Regions from separate parts of the Mus musculus genome. Here regions 2, 3, 4 and 5 are each linked to region 1. A link is a contact called in public HiChIP or PLAC-seq data. All regions are on one chromosome and are shown on one strand. Each heading gives the region's core, a stretch centred on a gene start, on an enhancer-like site or on the middle of the called end of the contact. The rest is flanking DNA. Distances are from core to core; before and after follow the strand shown.

Evidence for each region. HiChIP or PLAC-seq counts read pairs in DNA pulled down with a chosen protein or histone mark.
Region 2: a contact with region 1 is called in an H3K4me3 HiChIP or PLAC-seq map of bone marrow-derived macrophages, with 7 times the contacts expected there. The contact joins the promoter of Glmp here to the enhancer-like site in region 1. A contact is called at or near these places in 4 of 115 datasets of contacts at active chromatin or transcription factors (astrocytes, bone marrow-derived macrophages, memory CD8 T cells and 1 more) and 1 of 9 other capture datasets (liver).
Region 3: a contact with region 1 is called in a FOXA1 HiChIP or PLAC-seq map of pancreatic cancer cells. The contact joins two enhancer-like sites. A contact is called at or near these places in 1 of 115 datasets of contacts at active chromatin or transcription factors (pancreatic cancer cells) and 1 of 9 other capture datasets (liver).
Region 4: a contact with region 1 is called in an H3K27ac HiChIP or PLAC-seq map of stem cell-derived neural progenitor cells, with 5 times the contacts expected there. The contact joins the promoter of Arhgef2 here to the enhancer-like site in region 1. A contact is called at or near these places in 2 of 39 promoter capture datasets (cranial neural crest and maxillary cranial neural crest), 6 of 115 datasets of contacts at active chromatin or transcription factors (embryonic hindbrain, embryonic midbrain, memory CD8 T cells and 3 more) and 2 of 9 other capture datasets (adipose tissue and liver).
Region 5: an H3K4me3 HiChIP or PLAC-seq map of pro-B cells shows a contact between it and region 1, with 2.9 times the contacts expected there. The contact joins the promoter of Ube2q1 here to the enhancer-like site in region 1. A contact is called at or near these places in 3 of 39 promoter capture datasets (the C10 cell line, cranial neural crest and hippocampal neurons), 1 of 484 Hi-C or Micro-C datasets (embryonic stem cells), 5 of 115 datasets of contacts at active chromatin or transcription factors (embryonic forebrain, forebrain, memory CD8 T cells and 2 more) and 1 of 9 other capture datasets (adipose tissue).

The regions. Positions count from the first base shown.
Region 1 is chr3:89,194,962-89,198,135 of GRCm38.p6, reverse strand. No RefSeq gene overlaps it. Among named protein-coding and RNA genes, the nearest start is that of Gm23269, 4.7 kb to the left of the region's middle. Within about 2 kb of position 1,500, at least 351 of the 459 cell types and tissues checked have an H3K27ac peak or open chromatin away from gene starts, as enhancers often do. A contact at or near this core is called in adipose tissue, bone marrow-derived macrophages, forebrain and 5 more, where this site is marked.
Region 2 is chr3:88,323,291-88,326,464 of GRCm38.p6, reverse strand. Glmp (glycosylated lysosomal membrane protein) reads right to left here and starts at 1,442. Exons shown (of 6, transcript NM_020003.1): 1 at 1,264-1,442; 2 at 534-788; 3 at 153-350; 4 at 1-54. The coding sequence starts at 1,383.
Region 3 is chr3:89,895,056-89,898,229 of GRCm38.p6, reverse strand. The region is part of intron 1 of Il6ra (interleukin 6 receptor, alpha); the gene reads left to right. Among named protein-coding and RNA genes, the nearest start is that of Il6ra, 17 kb to the left of the region's middle. Within about 2 kb of position 1,494, at least 88 of the 459 cell types and tissues checked have an H3K27ac peak or open chromatin away from gene starts, as enhancers often do. A contact at or near this core is called in pancreatic cancer cells, where this site is marked.
Region 4 is chr3:88,619,518-88,622,691 of GRCm38.p6, reverse strand. Arhgef2 (rho/rac guanine nucleotide exchange factor (GEF) 2) reads right to left here and starts at 1,533. Exons shown (of 22, transcript NM_008487.4): 1 at 1,371-1,533. The coding sequence starts at 1,433. Gm20652 (a long non-coding RNA gene) reads left to right here and starts at 1,587. Exons shown (of 2, transcript XR_375820.2): 1 at 1,587-1,661.
Region 5 is chr3:89,771,883-89,775,056 of GRCm38.p6, reverse strand. Ube2q1 (ubiquitin-conjugating enzyme E2Q family member 1) reads right to left here and starts at 1,448. Exons shown (of 13, transcript NM_027315.4): 1 at 1,019-1,448. The coding sequence starts at 1,345. 4632404H12Rik (RIKEN cDNA 4632404H12 gene) reads left to right here and starts at 1,657. Exons shown (of 2, transcript NR_130957.1): 1 at 1,657-2,555.

The DNA of each region.
Region 1 (3,174 bases), core at 251-2,750:
ACTTACAGCAACTGCCTTCAGTTGTGTGATGATCTACATCTATCTGTGATGATCTACATCTAATCTTAGGCAGAAGCCTAATTTTGTTTCAGTAGGAACCTGATTGTTGGCCTGGTCAGTGGTGGCCCACACCTTTAATCCCAGCACTCAGGAGGCTGAGGCAGATGGATCTTTGAGTTTGAGGTCAGCCTTTTATACAGAGTGAGTTCCAGGATAGTCAGTGTGACACAGAGAAACCCTGTCTTAGAAAGAAAGAAAGGAAGAAAGGAAGAAAGAAAGAAAGAAAGAAAGAAAGAAAGGAAGGAAGGAAGGAAGAAAGAGAGAAAGAGAGAAAAAAAGACAAATTTTACTATGTATCCCGGACTAGGACAATCTAAGTAGGTCAGGCTAGCCTCAAACTCAAAGAGCTCTGTCTGACTCTGCCTCTCAAGTGCTGAGATTAAAGGCTTGCATAACGATGCCCAGATCACCTCTTTTTAAAACCTTTCTTGTGTTTTTTGGTGGGGCAGGAGAATGATGGCACCTGTGTGGAGGTCAGAAGACAACTTTGTAGAGTTTGTTTTTTCTTTCTGTGTTTACAGTGTGTTCCAGCAATGGTTGAGCCTTTTGGCCCGCCTTTCATCCCCTTTTAAAAATTAAACTTATATTCTGTTGTATTTACTTAATTATTGTATGTGAGTGCATGTTCCCAGGTGCACGCTGGCAGCCACATGAGTGAGTAGGCTTCCTCTTTTCCATGTTAAGTATTTTAGGGACCAGACTTAAGTTGTCTGGCTACTACACAATAGCGTACTCCCTGAGCCTTTACCTTTTCTTTATTTGTAAAACACAAGTCTTTTTGCAACTGTTTTGGTTTGTCTTTGTAATACACAGCATAACTAAAACACAACTTGAGGAGGAAAGGGTTCATTTCATATTACGACTCCCAGACACAATCCATCACGGGGGAAGTCAGGTTAGGAGCAATAGCAGAAACTGGAACGATGACTGTGCCCCATGGTTTGCTCTGCTAGCTTTCTTAAACCCAGGACTACCTACCTATCCAGGGGTCGAGTAGTACCACCCGGTGCTCTGGATCTTATTATCATACCAATCAAATATGAAAAATATGCTCCACAGACTAATCAAACGGAGATGATTCCTTAGATGAGGGTCTTCCCAAATGTCTAGGTTTGTGTCAAGGTGACAAAAACTAACTAGCACAGCAACTAATAATGATAACAGGATGGTTCCGTGCAAATGCTGGAAAGGAAAAAGTTAACGCACCAAACTCAGGCAGAATTGACCAGTATCAATTCTGCCTGAGGTCTAATCAGAGAAACAGCAGCCCCAACCGGAGGCTAAAGGAAATCACAGCAGCCAAAGGCAAGTGGGCGGGACGCCATACGGGAGCGGGGCGTGGCGTGAGGCGGGGGTGGGGCGAGGTGTAGTGTGAGGGTGGGGCTGTGGGAGGGGCCTGAGACGAATGAGGCATGAAGATAGAAGTTACTAGAGGCGAGGGCTGGGCGTGAGATTCGTCTGGGGGAGCGTGAGGTGGGCAAGGCGAGTTTCCCTCAGAGCCTGCTGGGTTAGAGCTGCAGTACCAAAATGCGCAGGCGCGAAACTGGAGGCTAAGCTTTCGGTTTAGCGAGGAGGTTGAGGCTCCTTAGAAAGTGGGATCCCAGGCCTTCTCTTTTCATTGTTTCTCCTGGGACAGAGTCGTGTAACTGACCCGCGTTGTTCTTAGTCTATAATGTAGACTACACAAACAGGGGTTGAGGCGAGGGTGGCTGATGCGCCACTGTGTCTGTAGGGCCAAGCACTGCGAATAGGTTAGGAGAGGCGATTGGGTTTGCACAGTGAGCTTACCCTGTGCGATCGGATCAAGATTCCTGAGTTTACTCCTTAAGGAACCTCAGCACAGGGAAGATTAAGTCTCCAGAAACTGCCCTGGTGAGGCAAGGTTCTTTACCTCCTACTTGTTTTTGTTGTCCTGGCTGCATACCAACCCTTCCTGAGGCTACACTCTCCTTGTGAATTATTCAAGAGCCCTTGCAGCCTGATATCATCTCTGGGCCGTGACTCTTCCTTTTCCCATTCCTGGAGGGCATCTTGCTGTTCCCGCAGTAGTAAGAACCTAAAACTCTTTAGATTATTTTGCTGCCACTTTGGGGCGGTTTTGGTTTTAATATTTTGAGACAGGGTGTCCTGCCTGGCCTTGAACCCTCGATTATCCTGCTGCCTCAACCTCTCAAGTGCTCAGTGAGAGCCACCAGGACTGGCATACTAAATGTTAGCTAAAGATAGATACGCTGGGGGCGGGGGTGGGGTGGGGTGGATAGATACACTGTGTTAGGTTCAATGAGCAAATCCCTGATTTGGAACTTAGAGTCTAGGGTGATGCTAAAGGCGGGGGTGGGGAAGTGTGCTGGAGAGATGGCTCTTCCAGAGGACCCCAGGTAGTTTGTAGTATCCACATCCAGTATCTCCCAGCTGCTGCTAACTCCACCTCCAGGGGATACCAGCTCTCAAGTGGGTATACACGTAATGAAAATACATCTTAAAACTGAGCATAGCCCACCCCTGAGTAAAGCAGAAAAACAGGTAGATGTCTGCGCATTTGAGGCCAGGCTAGTCTACATAGGAGTTCTTGGACAACCAGAGCTATGTAGAGAGACTCTGTCAACAACAACAATAATTGTGATGGTTTGTAAATGCTATGCCCAGGGAGAGGCACTATTAGGAGGTGTGGCCTTGTTGGAGTAGGTGTGTCACTGTGGGTATGGGCTTAATACCTTCACCCTAGCTGCCTAGAAGTCAGTATTCTGCTAGCAGCCTTCAGATTAAGATGTAGAACTCTTGAAAGGTGGTGGTGGCACAGGCCTTTAATCCCAGCACTTGGGAGGTAGAGGCAGGCAGATTTCTGAGTTTGAGGCCAGCCTGGTCTACAGAGTTCCAGGACAGCCACGGCTACACAGAGAAACCCTGTCTTGAAAAACCAAAAAAAAAAAAAAAGATGTAGAACTCTCAGTTTCTCCTGTACCATGCCTACCTAGATGCTGCCATGTTTCTGCCTTGATGATAATGGACTGAACCACTGAACCTGTAAGCCATCCCCAACTAAATGTTGTTCTTATAAGAGTTGCCTTGGCTGAGTACTTCGGAGGCAGAGGCAGGTGGATGGATTTCTGAGTT
Region 2 (3,174 bases), core at 193-2,692, 870 kb after region 1:
GTGCAGGAGGCGAGGGGGCTGAGCAGGTCGACCAGATCTAGAAAAGGCTTGGACCTTGGAAGGAGAAGGAAGCCATGTGGGGAGAATGGAGCTTGAGGGACAGATACTCCCACCCTCATCAGTCATTTCCAGTTCCTTCCCCATAGCCTCACCTTGAAGGTCAGGCTGCCATTGGCGAATGCTCCAGTAGGATCATCTACAGGGCGGCCTTGAAAATCGGCACTCAGGTTGGCAAGATCCAATGAGTTGGTGATATTGTTCCAGGAGAACTTGGCCAAGGAGTACGGAGGGTATGGCTTTCCTGGAGGCTGTGCCCCCTCGGACGCATTGGTGCTGTCAAACTCAAGCAGCTGGGGACAGGGTAGAGTGGAAGAGGCTTGCCTCCCTCTGGCTTTCTCTTGAATATCCCTCCCAGTCACCCCACCCAAAACTGCATTCACTTCACCCACCCTGGGCTAAACCCGTCCCTCGCCCTGGGGGTAGGATGGACTCTCTTCTTGTGATCTTCTCTCTGGGCTCCTTCAGACCCTCACCCTGGTGAAGACGAGAGCAGAAGAAAACTGTATGCTGCTCTTGGGGAGCACCATCAGGGCCCCAGCAGGATCGGGAGACAGCAGGAGACTCCAGTTGACACTCAGGACACTCTGAGTGGTGTTAGTGGCCACCAGCACCACAGCTGGAGGCCCCAGGCTGCTCCACACATAGTGCAGGGTGGAGTTGCTGCCCACTGCCCGAATATGAAGCAGGTTCTGTGGATTTGGCCAGCCGGAAATAACCTCCATAGATACCTGGAACACGGGGTAGTGGGGCGGAAGGAGCAAGATCAGGTATGCTCACAGGCAAAGCTGCAGCTTGTAGGTGGAGGACAGGACCTGGGCAATGCAAGGGCTCTTGAGGACCAGGCAAGAGGGAAATGTAGAAACTGAGGGGAACTTGGAATCAGGGGCAGATGTAGGGTTGAGAACATAGGGTGGATCCAGGATTACTCAGAGGGCTCAGAGCTAACAAGGCTTTTAAGTCCCCAAACTTGCCTGTTCCTGGGCTACAATGGCTGAGCCATGGCTCAGACATCGTCAGAAAGCAGGACGCAGTCATGCCTGACCCCTCCACAATTCTTCCAATCACTCGTGACTCCACACTGAGCTCTCTGGGTTGTTATCTCTCTTGCATCCACCTTCCACCCCTCTGTTGTCCCAGATTCCGGTCATCCTAGAAAGGTAGGATTTCCGGAAACATCTATAACTTCAGTTCCAGAGCCCTTACCTGGCGAGTCTCTTCTCCCTGCAGGCCAAATGGAGCTGAACACACAAGTAGACTCAAAAGGAGCCATGGGGTAGGGGCACAGGGGACCCAGCCCCAGTGAGGTCCCCAACAGCGAAACATACAGCCACAGCTAGTTAAACTCAGCGGAAGAGCCTCAGAGTCACATGACTCCTTTCCTGCTGATCCCTTTTGAGGGCGGGCCAACAAAGTTCTTAAAGGGGCCGCTTCTATTAACCCAGATCTGTTTAAGTTGGAATAGCCTCCCGAAAGCTCAAGGTGAACAGGTATTTTATCATCAACAGGTTGGCCTAGGCATCCTAGACTAGCTGTGCAAACATACTCCTACCTTACTGCAGACACCCTACCGGCCCCACCTACATCACCTCTGGTGAATAAACCCAGATTAAAATTTCCACACAATTTAACAGAGTAATTTGTATGTTACTGCTCTGTGCTAGAAAGATATAGAGAGGGCTGGAGAGATGGCTCAGTGGTTAAGAGCACTGACTGCTTTTCCGAAGGTCCTGAGTTCAAATCCCACCAACCACATGGTGGCTCACAACCATCCGTAATGAGACCTGACGTCCTCTTCTGGTGCAGCTAAAGACAGCTACAGTGTACTTAGATATAATAATAAAAAAAAATCTTCAAAACAAAAAAGGAAAGATATAGAGAGGAATTGGATATAAAAGAACCCTTGGGGGTCAGCAAGATGCCTCAGCATTTGCTCTAAACTGAACATGAGTTGGATATATATTCAGGACCAACGCGGTAGAAGGAGAAAAATAATTGCCAGAAGCTGTAACCTGATTTACACATGCATTCTGTGCATTGCTCACATAAAACAAGTGCAGTAAAATGTAAAAGAATGCCGGGCGGTGGTGGCGCACACCTTTGATCACAGCACTTGGGAGGCAGAGGCAGGCGGATTTCTGAGTTTGAGAAAAGTGAGTGCTAGGACACCAGGGTTACACAGAGAAACCCTGTCTTGAAAAAACAAAGACAAAAACACAAACAAAAAAAGTAAAAGAATAATAAAAGAATCCTTAGGTATGGTAGTCTCAGAAAACAGAACCAAACAGGAATGGAGGCTTGTTTCTACAAGGGGACCAAGACACCCTAATTCCAGCCAAGAGGTGAGAAGAGGAAGACCAGAAATTCAAGGTCTGGGGCATGAGATGTTCAGCAGGTAAATGCATTTCATTTATTAGATTACCAAGTAGGCAGGGACTGGCTGTCCAGGAACTCTTTATACATACCAGGCCGGCCTTGAACTATTAAAGATCCACCTGCCTGCCTCTACCTCCTCTGCTGGAATTAAAGGCATGAGCACCACAACCAGCCTGTTTTTCCTAAAATCTTAACATGTAAAGTATTTTGCCTGTATGTCTGTCTGTGTCTGGTGTCCTCAGAGACCAGAAGAGGATGTCAGATCCTCTGAGGCTGGAGTTACAGATGGCTGTGAGCTACCATGGAGATGATGGGAATCAAACCTTGGGTCCTCTGGAAGAAGTCAGTGCTCTTCATTACTGAGCATTTTCTCCATCTCCAACTTAAATCTGTTAGACTAATGCACAGTACAAATTTGAACCAGGTGTTCTGGCACAAGCCTTTAATCCTAGCTAACCAGGGCTACATAGAAGACCTTGTTAAAAAAAAAGAATCAGGATTACTTACATGATAATGTTAAGCAAGTGCTTTGACAGAGCTTATACACGCAACCTAGACACTAGGTTCTAACCTAGAGACAAGGGTCTCTGCATAGCCCAGCCCTGACTATTCGGAACTTGTTCTGTAGACCAGGCTGTCCTTTCAGAGATCTGCCTGCTGCTGCCTCCAGAGTGCTGGGATTACAGGCATGACTCCACCTAGGCCAGTTTTTGTTCTTTTTCTTTTTTTTTTTTTAGTATA
Region 3 (3,174 bases), core at 245-2,744, 700 kb before region 1:
CCTCAAGGTCATTGCAGGGAGAAACAGAAGCAGGAAAAGATGTGGCCGTCGTCATCGAGGCTGGTACGGGAGGCAGACTGGAGCCTGGTCTGCACATACCGTAGCAGGGGCCTCCTCTGTCAGCAGAGCCAGTGCTGATCCATCCTCTTGGAGGGTCTCATACACCGCCTCTTCCCTGTGGGGCTCCCTTCCTTTCTTGCTGTGTAAGGAGACTTCAGACCCCAGCCGTCCCCCAGGTGGCTCCCTTCTGAATTCCTTAAATGTACTGTGCCCCTTTTATGAACTGGTTCTGGGCAATCTGCTTATCAAACTCCCAGTGGTTTCTCAAGGCCTTCTAAAGTTTCTCTTTGCCCTCTAGAACGATTTATTTCTCCTCTCTGTTCTCAGCATCAGGAATATATTTTATTTCCAAATAGCCAGGATTGTGAGTAGTTTTAAGGCCCCCAGGAATCTGGAGATTGGACAAGATAGCAGTATGGAAGAGTGGGGAGAACACAGCCACAGCGTGGAGCAGATGTGCAGTGGCTGCTAATACCCTCTCCTGGCGGAGACGTGTGGCCTCGTGTGCAACACTGCATGGAAAATGTTGAATCCTTCAGGAGGGGACAGGTTTAAGCTTGCTGCCTGACTGTCACAGGCTGAACAGTTGCTCAAGGGCAGATGTTGTGTGCTCTTTGCTGAATCTCATCCTGTGTAGCAGCTGCCACACCTCACGCTGCCTTCAGGGTATGGGAGGGATCCTATGGTCACTGGGCCTGTCTCACAGGAAGAGTGTTCCCGGAGTACAAGCCCACCTGATTCCCTGCTGTGCCTCCTCCAGTGGGGTCTACTGAGGCGAAGTCCTGGCCACCTTCAAAAGTGCGAGACATCCAGAAAATGGAGGCTGAGCCCAAAGATGGTTCTTTTTGTCCCTTCCAGAATCAAGCTTGCTGGGAAGGGAGGGCTGAGGGTGAGGAGTCTGGCCAGTGACAAACAAGAGCTACAAGGGTGGGGTGGAGACTCTGGTCTGAAAGTGTTTAGAAACTTGCCTGTCTTAAGTCCACCCCATCACCAGGATTCCATGCACACTGCACACCCCCACCCCCTTCACCCCACCCCATGTAATACCTGGGATCCGTATGTCTTTGTTTAAAGAAAAAAATATATGAGCAAGATTAGACTCTTTAAAGCCTGAGAAAGCCAAATTGGTGTTGTGCCTATTGTCCCACTCCTACTGAAGGAGTAGGGTGGGTCTCTTTAGCCAGGGGTTCAGAGCCAGCTTGGGGAAATGTAGTTACACCTTTGTCTCAGAAGACAAAGCAAACGTGCAAAGCTCTATGGAAGAGCAAAGCAAGAGAAAGGAGACCTTGGTATCCCATCCTCTGCCTGGGCAGACAGAGGTTCAGGGAGGGTGCTTCTGAGACTTTCACATTCGCTGTTCAAAAGCTGCTACTGAGGCTATCTGACCACTATGCAGGAGCTAAGGGCTGACTCAGAGCTGAGTCAGGAGGCCGAGCAGTGGGTGGGTGGGAGGTCAGGCTGTCCCTTTGGACTGGCACCGAGCTCTTTTGTCCTGGCCTCCCCAGTGAGAACGTCCTTTTGATCTTTAGGCACACCAGGTTTCTGAGATCAAAGTTAAATACAGTGGGTTTTTTTTTTTTTCCACAGTCTCAGAAGAAATATGTTTTTGAAGCAGGGCTGACGGGCACCATTTGCAGATGGGTTTTTATAATTAATTGTCCCGGATTTAAAAAAGACAGAAGGAAAGAAAGAAACGGGTGACTCAGTTTTAAAGATTCAGAAGACCATCAGTCAAGTTCCGCGGCAGGGGAAGTAACCATTGTCTGCTCTTTATGGCTCTGCTTTTGTGGGAAGGAAAAGAAAGATTGTTTGTGGGGAGGGGTCGGTATTTCTCCCAATTACCTGAATAAATTTGTCATTGTTCTCAAGGGTAGTAACTGAACAGTCCTGGCCAATATGCAAGTTAGTCACCAACCATGCAAAGGTTTCTATTGGGAGGGAAAGGGATAGGGAAGTGGCCAGAGGAATATTTTTCATGGAACTGACAAGGGCAGGAGCAGAAGAGAACTCTGCAGTGTCCCCTAGCTGGACCCCAGTGCAGGGTCTGCCCACTCGGCTTCATGGAGGACTCTGCTTGGACCACCGGTGGTTCTGGGTGAGGTGTGGAGGCCTTGTCGTATTTCAAACAAGCATGGAATGAGTGCCGTTGTGTTCCCTGGTACGAGGCAAGCAGGACCTTACGGTCTTACGGTCATGGCTGCGTGGTGACCTGTGTAGGCAGTTATGCATCGCTTCATAATGGGGACGTGCTCTAAGAAATGTGCTGTCTGATGGTTTTGTTGATGTGCAGATAGAGTAGTTACCCAATCCTTGATATTTTGGTCAGTGACTTGATGTGGTCTCTATCACGAGGTGAGGCAAGCAGATGTACCACTTGCCAGCATAATGTGGCATACTCTTTTATAGCAAAATTTTATTATTCTATTTAAAATTGTGTGTGTGGGCATGTGCACACATGCATCTGGAGGCTAGCAATTGGCCTAGGGCGTGTTCCTTAGTCACTCTCCACCCTATTTGTTTATTTTTCAGTTAAAACAAAATCAGATCTAAAGCCAGGCAGCAGTGGGACATGCCTTAATCCTGGCACTCAGGAGCAGAGGCAGAGGCAGAAGCAGGGGCACAGGCAGGGGGATATCCCAGTTCAGAGCCAGCCTGTCTAGGGGGAAAGTCACATCTGTTTATCTAATGTGGATACACATACACCATGACATGAACATGAAGGTAGGAGGAGTTGGTTCTCGCCTCCTACCATGTGGAGTCTGGGGGCCAAACGCAGGTTCTCAGGCTTGTCAGTAAGTGCTTCCCCAGCTGAGGCATCCCACTGGCTTCTGCCACCTCACTGTGACAGTGTCTCACTGAATCTGGAGTGTGCCAATCCAGCTAGGCCAGCTGGGCAGCAAGCCCCAGGGATTCTCTTGTCTCCAGCTCTCTAGCTCAGGGATGACGGGCGCTTGCTGCTGTGCCTGGGTGTCACGTGGGGCTTGGGAATCAAACTCGGGTCCTTACACTCAGTGTGTCGAACCATTTTCCCAGCTGTATTTAAAAAAATTCGTGTGTGTATATGTGTGTACATGTGTGTGTGAGCATGTTCATGTGTGTGTGTGCACATGTATG
Region 4 (3,174 bases), core at 284-2,783, 580 kb after region 1:
TAGCTTTCTTCCGGTGAGCAGACTCCCATCCCGAAACCCTACAAAAAGCCTCAAACTGAGCTTCCCGCCCCCGAGGCTCTCCACCCCTACCGACCTTCTCCCAGTGTAGCAGTAAAGCAAGTAGCTAAAGCCTGGAACCTTGGAGGAAGGGAGAGGGCAGCTTTCCATTCGCAGAGTGGCTTTCCAGCCTGAAAATGATCTGCTTGGTTGGCTGGCTGCGGGAGGGTCATTACGCTCTCGCTAAGGACAGGGATTAAGATTAAAGCCCTTCCTGCCTTTGCTTTCCGAGAGAGCCTTATAATGTGAGTGTCCTGAGGTACAGGGAGGCGCCGTCCGCCTGAACCAGGCCCCCCTGGCTTCACTTATTCATCTACAAGTCCTCCTCGGCTTCACCACTTCCTGTGAGCTGAGGTGAGGAAAGTCATGGCATTTGGGAGGGCGTCTGAATACAAAGACAGGAATAAAGGACACTTGTAAAGGCGTGCTGGAGAGGTCGTATTGCAGAGTGTGCTGATAATTACACAGCCAGACTCCAGATGACAGGTGAAGGGCCCCCAAGCCGAGGCGATAATCGAAATATGGCTGAGGGGAGTGGGGGAACTGGGTTAACCGAGGCGGCTGGAGAACCAGGAGCCTGGAAGCTGATGAAACAGATAAGGGTGGGAACTACTCTGGGTCCTGGCACCGAGACGCTCAGGATGTGAGAAGGCATCCCAGCGACACAAAGGCAGCTTGCTTCACCTGATGGATCGGTTTGGCCTGGCGGAGAAAATGGGCGGCCGCTTGCTGTCTTGACCCCTAGCCACCCGCCTACCCCAGGCAAGAACTGAATCACAGCTGGAAAGTCCATCCGCAAGAAGAGGAGGAGCTGACTTTTGTCTTGGAGGGGCGGGAAGGTGGGGGAGGGAGCTTGGAAAACACCCCCTCCGGCCCCCTCCACCCGCTGGTGGGGACAAAGGGGGAACGACCGAGCCGGCGCTAGCGGGCACGGCCGCAAGCAACCCCCGGAACTGGGGTGCGGAAAGGGGTGCCCAAGAGCGTCGTCCCTAGGAACCCGACACGCTCGCCCCTCTTTCCCGCTCGATCCCTTACCGGAGCAACTTTCTTCCGAGCGGCCCAAAACACTCGGTCCCGCCGAACCACTGGTAACCCAGCTCAGCTCTCCTAGATCCCCGCACAGAAGCTGCGCGGGTGCTGGAGACGCGGGTCACGTTGCGGTCCTCCAGCCCCCTCCTCACGCGCTCGCAGCCCCACCCACCCCGTCCGGCCGCTGCGCGCGGACTCGGGCGCCCCAGAGCGGGCGGGGGGACGCGGGACGCGGGGCGGAGGCCCAGAGGTCGGCAGGGCGCCCGGTCGCAGAGCCAGCCCACCTTGGTTGCCTGCTCCTTGCTCCGGTCGATCCGCGCGCGAGTGAGGGATTCGATCCGAGACATAATCCAGCGTGAGCCGCGGGAGGACGCGGCGGCCCCGGGTGTCCAGCAACGGCGGGGGAGGGGTCCGGCCGCACGCGTCGGCCTCGGGGACAGGAAGTCTGAGTCCCCTCGCCCCTGCACCCAGCACCAGTTCCTCAAACCCTAGTCTCCTCCCCCACCCGAGCTCAGGAAGGGGAGAGGCGGAGCGGAGGCAGGGCGGGGTACCCGCGCACCGGACGGGACGCCGGGGTTAGTATCGCTGCAGTCTGCTGGACAGGGGTCCTTGGGACAGGTTCGAGGATCCCTTTTCCCTTTAGCGCTTAGGAACACTCTCTGACCTCAGCGACCTCCCTTAGCTCGGCTGTCCTTGAAAAACACCGGCGCCCATTCCGGGTAACTTCACTCTTTAAAGACCCTAAGGGGATTCTATCACCTTATCGGTAACTGGGAGACCTAGCCATAAGGGCTCACTCATCAAACAGGCTTGAGTACACAGACCGCTTTTACAATGTTGGACTGGTATGACAAGAGGGAGGGGGCAATGAAAGGGGAACTAGAAGCTTCATCGTTAACAGGCTTCACTCCCCCAAAAGAGTGAAGAAGGGGACTCCTTTCCAAAAGCTAGGAGTCCACAAGAGAGGGTTTTCCCCTCACCCCCCCCCACCCCCCGCCCAGCTTCTCACCCCTCTGGGCCTTGTGGACCACACTCTGACCATCCTTCTCAGCCCCACCTCTGCCAATTACTTTGGCAGTGAAGGTGAGAAGGCTCCACCTTTCCTGAGGCTAGCTGAGGAAATCCTTCCTTGTGTCCTGACACCAGTTTTCTCTGCCACAGGAGACTATAGAAACAACTTGGCCCTGTCTGGAAACGTTTGAGCTTGCTGAGGAGTGTGGGTGGGTTTTCATTTCTCTGGACCCTTTGAGTCAACCTGAGTTTCCTGCCACTGGGGAAATTCTCCAGTCTGCTCCGTTTCCACCTATCAAGGTCTCCGATTTCTCTGTAAAAACCTGAGCACCCTGGGGCAAAGTTTTGTAAAAATTTAGGGTACTACCTAATCTAGTCCCAAAAGTGTGTGGTAATGAGGGAGGGAGATGGCTAGGCGTGGTGTTGCACAGAGGCAGGGAGATTTCTGAGTTCAAGGCCAGCCTGGTCTACAGAGTGAGTTCCAGGACAGCCAGGGCTACACAGAGAAACCCTGTCTCAAAACACCGAAAAAAAAAAGAAAGAAAGAAAAAAGAAAGAGGGAGGGAGATGAGGCCCAGCCACTGTCACCAGCTTCTGCTCTGTTCTTCTCGGTAGCGGGGCAGGGAGGGTGGTGTTAGGGCTGCAGGTTTCCAGCCCAGCCCTGCACTCCTAGAGTGCCAATTTTAGCCTCAGTCTCTAATTTGGGCTCGGCTGCCTCATCCACCCGCTGTGCTGGTTGGGCTCCTCAGCTCCTCACCCCGGCTCTGCTCCCCTCCCACTCTGCTCCTCTGACCTATCTCCTGCCTAGGAACTCCCTCACCTTTTGTGCCCATTCTCCTGTTCAGGGTCCTTATATAGTAAAGGCCAGGGAAAAAGAAACAATGTCCAGTTCAGGCTGGCCAGATGAGGCAGAAAGGACTTTCCCAGACCAATTCTGTTTTCTCTGAAGGAATCCTAGGAAGGCCTCAGGACCTGCCATGTTCCTATTGGCTCTGAGCCTCCAGACTTGCCCCGCTTGAGTGACCAGCCAAAGCTGAGAAATGTACTAACAATCAGCTAGAGGTCAGAATGAGCTGC
Region 5 (3,174 bases), core at 199-2,698, 580 kb before region 1:
AAAGGGCTAGAAAACACCATGAAAAAAAAAATGAATCAAAGCCTCCAAGAACCACAAAATTCACGTCTGTCTTCCCCCCAGGCAACTCCCGTTTCCAGTGTGGATAAAGGTGCTCCAGGAGGGACAAGACCATTACAGTGGGCGTTATCCAACAACGTGAGCACTGTATCGCGCAGTACCAGCTGTTATAAAATTGCACCCAACAATTTCCTCAAGGGACACTAGGGAATAAAATAAGGCAGGACGCATGGAAGATGCCTCCTGACCAAGGATAGGTAGGATGGAACGATGCCTACTGGGGAGCGATGGCACTGCTGCCGCTCAAAACACACATTGCTGTCACCACCAGAAAAGGTGACAGTCACCTAGGATAAGCAGATGTGACCCCAGGAGTGGGGAGGAAGTGGCAAAGCTGCTACGAGCCAAGGCAAAAAGAGGAATTAAAGGTTAGTTACACCAGAGTTAGTAAGAGGAGATCCAACGTGGGGTCAATGAACGGCACTATTCTTTAGTGAAATTCAGGGAGCAAAGAGGGGTTGTACGAGGGATGCCTAGGCAGGGAGCCTACAGGTGGGTACATATAAGTGGAAAGAACTACTGAGAAGGGTCATTATGGAACCGGGCTGAGTTCCAGGCTACGTCCTTCCAGCACAGGCCTGGAATCTTATTAGAGTTGGGGTGGGGAGAAGAATGGGTCATTTCTAGGTGACATGGTAAAGTTGTGGAGGAGTAAGCAGAAGGAGCCAAAATCATAAAACCTGAGGTGTGGGTGGATTCATAGGAGGAGGTGGTTGAGGGGCCACATGTCCCGATGTCCCTTGCTCTCAGGGGTCAACAGTAGAGACTGTGACTGCACCACAGAACCTCAAGCTGAAGAAACAAGTGTAGCCTGGAGAGAAGGAGCCAAGCACCAAGAGGGGGGCTCTGGCCTCCGGGTCCTTCGAGAGCAGGAGGTTGTATGGTGTGATTTCGATCACCAGACAAGGGACCCCCAGCGTGGCGCAAGCGAGGTCCTCACCGTGATGTTGCAGTGGATGCGGACGGGGTCCCCCGGCACCGATCCCCGGGAGGGGAGATGGGGTCCGGGCGCAGCCCCGGCCCCGGCCCCTCCGGCTCCGGCCAGCAGGAACTCGCAGCTCAGCTCGTCCAGGCAGGCGCTGGCAATGCGGAAGCGCTCGTGGCCGCGGTGGAAGATGGACTCGAGCAGCTTCAGCTCCCGCCTCAGGCAGGGCCCTGGCCCCGGGCCCCCTCCCGGGCCGCCCCCGGCCCCCGGCGCCGCCCCCTGGACCCCCAGTTGCTGCCCCGGCCCCGGCTGCTGCTGCCCCTGCGGCTGCGGCTGCTGCATCCTCCGCTCCGCTCCGCTCCGGGGCCGGCGGGCCGGGAGCCTCCGGCCTCCGCTCCGGGCTCCGCCGCCGCCGCGGTCCGCACTTCCTGATCCCCCCTTCGCCAAGATGGCGCCGCCGCCACCTCCGGGACAGGCCCCCTCCGCTCGCCGGCCCACCCCCCCCACGGCCGCCGGAAGCCGCGCGCCCCTCCCCCTCCGCGGCGGCCCCGCCTCCGGCCTCACGTGACCTCTGAGCTCCGGCCCCCGGCACGTGATCCGCGCGTCTTTCCCGCCCCCCGGCCCGCGCCTGTCACCCTCCACATGTGACCCTAGGCCCTCGCCTCGCTGCTCGAAGCGCTTCCGTGCGTGTACGTGCGTCGTGCGTGACCGTGCACCGGGGGGCCTTTGCCAGCGCTTCCCTGTCACATGGCCGGCGTCTCTTGTCACGTGGCCGGTGCCTGTGTTCCCAGGGGCTCCCCGCGCGGGACTCTGGCTTCCTGCTTGCGTCCCGCGGCCCCCGCGTGCGGCGCATGGCCGTGTCTGTCCTGTATTCCCATGGGGGTCGTCGGGCCGGGTCACCGGCCTCCGCGTCTGCGGCGGGAAGGCGCCTTTCGCTACGGTCGGAGAAACGGACTTGGATCTCCCTGCGGTTCCTCTATGGTGTGTGACCTTGGGTTATCTACGCTCCTGGGGAGCCTCAGTTTCTCCATCACAACAATGGCACTGTACAAGACGGGGAGGCCTCTTTAGCCTGTTCCCAAAGGCTCTGTGCAGGGATACTGAAGTATCGAGTATGGTCGCTGGTCAGCTACGTCTGAGGGGACAGATGGTGCGGCTTCCTCCACAGAATCACAGGGCTTCGTTATGTGTGAGTGCAGAGTACTAAGCTAGGGGTTGCATAGACGACACCCACGCCTACCTGCTATTCTTCTTCCCACCTCGTCGCACTGATCCTGAACGGGGCTTGAAGTTTGCGGCAGTACCTCGTCGTTCCCACTAGGTGGCACTATCACAAAGGACAACGGAGGGTCCTGAAACCCAGAGCTGCAAACTGGCAGGTGCCAGGATGTTGTAAGGCCTGATGGGTTTGGGACCAATTCATCATGTGAGCCGTTGGCCCGTCTACCGTCACCACCTCTATGTTTTTTGGAAGCTGACTGTACCTTGGTGCTGGGCTACTGATTCACTCAGTGATGTTAGCAGAAAGCTTTACTAGGCCAAGTTTAACTCCGTATGTTTTAAGAAATTCGTGTTCTTTGAGCCTGGGGGGATGAGTGTGGGTGTGTGGGTGGGGCTGGTTTTTCTAATGACCAGAGCAGCCTGAACATTTAGCTGCATACCATCTTTGTGCCTATGTCCACAAGCTGGAAGCATAAAATACTAGGGTAAGCCAGTCCTAGCAGAACAGGGTTGTAGTCGCAACTATCTAGGAGAGTCAGAAGGCCAAGGCCTACCTGGATAACTTAGTAAACTCCTTTCTCGGCCAAATAACTAATAAATAAGGGCTGAGGGTGTGGTAGAATGCTTGCTTAGCTAGTAGAAGCTCCAAATTTGACACCCTCCCCCATCATCACACACAAAAAGAGTAATTGTAAAAAGTCTAATTTATCAAGCATTCCCCAAGCCAGGAATACTAAGCAAATATTTCTAACCCTTAACACCATTGCAAGGTGAGTGCTTTAACCTGTATTTTACAGATAAAGGTCAGGATGTATAGATACTGAGCAGAACTTCTAAGTCTGTCTCCACGTCCTTTACCCTGTTCTGTCTGCTTGCCTGCTTCCTTTATTGTTATTGTCAGGGTCTTGCTATATAGTCCAGGCTGGCCTGAATCTTATTCTCTTGTCTTA